Linked DNA regions of Capsicum annuum: region 2 is linked to region 1. A link is a contact called in public Hi-C data. All regions are on one chromosome and are shown on one strand. Each heading gives the region's core, a stretch centred on a gene start, on an enhancer-like site or on the middle of the called end of the contact. The rest is flanking DNA. Distances are from core to core; before and after follow the strand shown. Region 1 holds the start of LOC107858897 (copper-transporting ATPase RAN1). Region 2 has its middle 31 kb from the start of LOC107858898.

The links. A called contact is a pair of places that touch in the nucleus more often than the background predicts.
Region 2: a contact with region 1 is called in a Hi-C map of placenta, with 2.1 times the contacts expected there. The contact joins the enhancer-like site here to the promoter of LOC107858897 in region 1. A contact is called at or near these places in 3 of 5 Hi-C or Micro-C datasets (bud, leaf and placenta).

Annotation. Positions count from the first base shown.
Region 1 is chr2:105,552,498-105,555,197 of UCD10Xv1.1, forward strand. It overlaps LOC107858897 (copper-transporting ATPase RAN1), which reads right to left and starts at 1,400. Exons shown (of 9, transcript XM_016703701.2): 1 at 892-1,400. The coding sequence starts at 1,188.
Region 2 is chr2:105,590,850-105,593,576 of UCD10Xv1.1, forward strand. No RefSeq gene overlaps it. Among protein-coding and RNA genes, the nearest start is that of LOC107858898, 31 kb to the right of the region's middle. Within about 2 kb of position 1,447, at least 1 of the 5 cell types and tissues checked has an H3K27ac peak or open chromatin away from gene starts, as enhancers often do.

The sequences.
Region 1 (2,700 bases), core at 150-2,649:
AGACTAATCATGTCCAAAATATCCAAACCCAGAAAACAAAAAGAGCTAAAAGAAATCATCATTATAACCTGGATATCGTTTGGGACATGAAGTTCTTTAGAAAGGCAAGCAGACCAACAATCCAACATCACTAAGATACAACTAAAATTCCTTAACACCCAAACAAAAGTAGACAAATATCAAGCAGTAGCACCAACCCAATTATCCCGAACAGCTAAAAATATCATTATCCAAATTCGGCAAAACTTCCAAGATCATCAAAACCCCTAGATTATATAGAAACTAAGAAATAAAAATAAAAATTTCAGCAAATGAAGGCCAACCCATTTATCCCAGACAGCTAAAAAAACAGTATAATTAAAATTAATCCTAACTTCCAAAGTCTAAAACCCCAAGATTATATTGAAACTAAGAAGTATAACAAAAGTTTCATCAAATGAAGGCCAACCCAATTATCCCAAACAGCTAAAAACGGCATAATCCAAAATTCAGTAAAACTTCCAAAATCATCAAAACTCCAAGAACATTTTTTTTGGATAACCGCGGTGTCTGGCCAGTTTCCGCTTTCAAGAGCAACACGTACACAACAGGTACCAGGTAACTCTGTCCACCTAAACCCCAAGATTATACATAAACTAAGAAGTAAAACTAAAATTTCATCAATGAAGACTAACCCAATTATCCCAAATAACTAAAAACATCGAAATCCAAAATTCAGAAAACTCCCAAAATCATCAAAACCCCAAGGATTATACAGAAACTAAGAAGTACAACTAAAATTTCACCAAACAAAGACCAACCCACTTAACCAAATAGCTCAAAAACCTCAACAAAATCAAAATTCAACTAAAACCAGCTCCACGAAAAAAGAAGAAGAAGAAGGTACTGAACCTTGACCAAGGTAGGATCGAAGAGAACATCAGCCTTATTCTGAAGCAAAGCAACAGAAGCTTTAACAACACCATTAACATCCATCAAAGCTCCTTCTACTGATGTTGAACAAGCTGCACATGTCATCCCCGTAACTCTTACCTCAATTCTCCTCAAATTCTTCTCCAAATTCTCTTCATCATACGAATCTAAAAGCCTCACTTCCTCTCCTACACCATCCAAATCAACATCCTCCATCGCCGCCGCTCTCGCCGACGGCGACTTCTTTCCGGGCACCGTCAACTGTACGTCCCGCATACTTTCTCCGGCGATATATATATTATGTATGTATATGTATAGGATTTATTTATTTACCGGAGAAAAAGAGATATATGGGGTTCTACTTCTATGTAGAGATTTGTATAATAAACACGCATAGAAAGAGGAAAAAAAAAAAAAAAAAAACAAGGGAAGGAAAATGGAAAAATGAAAAATCTGTGGGTTGAACGAGGAGAGGGAAAGTGGGAACGACAGCGAATTTGTAAGAGGATGCAGACATGTAAAATGACTTAAATAACCTTCAATAATCTGTACTGGATTTTCTTGTACTGCAAACTTATATACTAATAATCGCGCCTTTTGAATTTATTTTACAAATTTCTTTTTAATCCGTTTCAATTTACTTTACAAAATTTTTTTTAGTCCGTTTCAAGAAAAATAATATTTTCATTTCAACTTTTCATATGCTCTATATTTAGCATATTTTTAGTTTAAAATAATAAAATATATCCTTTACTTTTAAAATTTTATATTAAATTAAAATATGTCAAATAAATTAAAATAGAAAAAGTATTTTTTGTGTTCATATTTATTTGTCACTTATTTTTAAAACGTGGGACTGAATATTCTTTATAAAGAATCAGAGGAATATGTAATGATTTTTTTTTTTTGGAAATTTTCAACGGAAAAATACAGATTATTCCTTCTTTTCTATCGAATCGATCATGACTACTGTCTACATTTCAGAAAATTGTGCAATGAAGGGTATGTTTGGTATGATAGAAAATATTTTTCGAAAAATGTTTCTCTGAAAAATAAGTTGATTTTCTACTTATTTTTTCATGTTTGGTTGGTGAGTGAAAAAATATTATTCGAAAAATATTTTATGGTGTTTGGTTGGTGAGTAGAGACTATTTTTTAGAAAAATATTTTCTAGTGTTTGATTGGTGAGTGAAAAAATATTTTTTTAGAAAATACTACTAACTATTAACTAGTATATCAGTGCCTCGAACTAATTTAAGCATAGCAAATAATATCAATATTGAATACTAAAATATTACAATCACTAAATTTAAGCAACTATTAATTTACAAATATATGAGACACTTTTCAATATTTCGTCTAAACACTCTCAAGATACTACAATCAATAGAAATATAACGGAACGACAATCTTATTCAACCTCGTGAAACAAGTTACATCGATGACAAAATGAAATATGCAATTAGCAAAAGTAACATAGGCAAGTCTTCATCTATGCATATGAAAATAACAATACATTCAATAAACATTGAAAATGAAAAAAATTCGGGTTTCACTATTTTTTATTTTAAGTAATGAAAAGTTGAAGCAAAGCATAATAAAAAATATTTTTGAGTAATGTAAATTTTTGAGAAATATGAATTTTTTTAATATGTGAATATGAGTGTTGTTGGGGTGGGAAAGAGGAGTGGGGGTAGAGTCATAAGTCACATTTATCATTTTCTAGAAAATGACTTTCCTTGCCATGAGGGAAGTCATTTTCCCTCAAATTGAGGAAAATGAGTTTTT
Region 2 (2,727 bases), core at 197-2,696, 38 kb after region 1:
ATCACAATACAACCATTAGTATCACAAACAACCACCATAAAATTCAATATCCGCTACTAAAATTGCCATCGGAATCACAATATCACCATTGTTAACATTCAAAGTTACAAAAATCACCACATATTCCCACCTGCAACACTATTAAATTCTAATGATGTCATACAATTGGCAATGAAACTTCCCCTTTCCTTTTTGTCTTCCTCTTTCCGCACTTTCCACTGCAAAATTTCATCTTTCAACACATAAGCCACTTCTCTGAAAAATACAAACAGTTGGTGCACCACAAGATTCACGTAAGGATAAAACAAAACTCCAGATGCACTAACCACGGCAATCAAGATCACTACATCATATTTTTGCCGGTGTTAAATTCCTTCACATGAATGGTGGACTTCATACACTCCAAACTCATCGCATTTTTGCCGAAAAATTCTATTAAAAAGTTCACGGTATAACGAAATTTCTTCGACCTCCAAAGCACATAGAAAAACACCTTCCTCAAATCTTTCTCCTTGTAATTTCATCCCAAAATTTAAAAGTATCGATCCAAAACTTTTACTTTCGTCGGAAAATAAAATTCGGGCGACCTTCACTTTTTTCTTTGCCGCTATCTATCTCACGATCCATCCTTATTGAGAAGCCTTTGAATCTTGATTTGCTTGATGCTCTATTACTGTATTTATTTGTTGGTGAAGTTCCCTTTTAGAAGTGAAGGGAGAGATAAATGGGGTAAGGAAGATGACTTGAAAATTTTTGTTTAAAAATAATATTTAAAATTATTTTTGACGTGGAAAGTGATCTGGAAAGTGACATGGAGCGAGTGGAGTACACTCCACTCATTGAACTTGGGCATGAGTACCGCGGGGAGGAAATAATTTCACTTTTTCATAGTCTAGGTGTGACTCTTTTGAAAACTAGGAATGTGTAAAAGAATCTCCTTTTACTTTTGAAAAACGAAGACTACTATTGGAAATAAAATCAAGCAATAGTATAGTAACACAAAAGTGTGTAGTGTAATAGTTAATTAAGTGGATGTAAATTTATAAATATCTATTTAAATTTCAGTAAAGTTTTTCTTAAAAGAAAAAAATAAATTAGACGACCTTTTGTATCTCAAAATCAAATTGACAAAGTTGTATGATTATTGGTCATGTGAAATGTGATTAATACTTTATGAAATGATAAAAGTACATGTAAATGAATCTAAACATGGCCATTATAAACTAATGCTAACAAACATGTACTAGTACTTGAGTTCTTTTTCTTCTTTAAAAAAGGAAAATCATTAATCCCTATATCCACATGATCCTCGTTTGCCGAAGTGGCTTTCTAATTTTGGTGACTTGATCTCTAGTGTTTTATTTTGGGTCCCATATTATTATCATCTTAAATTGCCTAGAAGAAGGAAGGGTATTTTGGAAATTCCGTACATGCCATAGTTGAATAGTTTACATCGCCCTGTTGCGGCGTGTCTCATTTTGGTCATGGCAGACGGCAGGTGTCGAAAGCCTTGACCTTTCTGCGTTACTTTTTCTTTATTTTTGATAATCAGAATATATATATTATATATATATACTTCAACGTCTTATAGGGCTTACTATGTCGTATACAAGACAATTAATTAATGTCATAATATTTTTAATTATTTTTTCATTTTATTAAATTAATTTATGCATATCATTTTTTTGTTTAAGATATAAGTTAGTTATAATTTATAGTCGTATGGTAAAAATAATCATCACAAAAATAAAAAATGCACATATAAAATGAGTAATTGAATTAGAGCACGAAATACCAGATGCAACATGAATTTGTTTAAAATATAATACATAATATAATTGTACATTAATATGTACAATATATAATATTACTTGCAATTTTTGTTATTAAAAATCTGGGATAAAAAAATAATTTTATATTACATAAAGATATTAAAAAGAAATATGAATTTTAAAGGGCAGTTTTATAAAAAAAAATTATTTTATAAAATAATAAAATAAAAATAATATTAAAGAGTGATTAAAAAAAAATTAGAATAAAAAATAGAGTTGTGGGTTGGAGATAAAATAGAGTTTTGAGTTGGAGATGCCCTGAGGAAAATAATTTGGATGTATAATTTTGTAAATTATATTTAATCTATAATTGTAATTAAAGTCAACCTATTTAATACCATCATAATAATCAATTACACACAAATTACTCATTTTTGAATAACTTTTTTCTTTTTCTTTTTTCCTACCATGTACATTCTTTATATCAACAAAGTACTTTGAATCCTCAAATCAAGTCATGTGAGATTAATAAGTTGGAACTCATAATTAAGATATTCGAAACGCTATAAGATTACTCATTTATATACTCAGTTAATTAATTGACTATCTTATTTATTCAAAATTCACGTATTGCTTTAGTGCCATTTTAATATTTTATAAATAAAGAAGATATAATGAAGGATCGATATCACCTTCTTAATTAATGTGAGTGCATTGTTATGAATTTGTTATTTTTGATATCTCCTCATTAGTTACATTTCATATTTAAATACCATAAAAATGAATTTATGTTGCCAAACCATCTATTCATAGATATAGATTAAGATTAGCGTATTCATACTAAGTAAAGGAAGTTGGCTAAAAATAAAGCAAACAATATCCTATAACTATTTTCGTATATTATCTCAATACATATAAGTTGAATGAAATAAAATTGAATTAAATTTAACTCCTT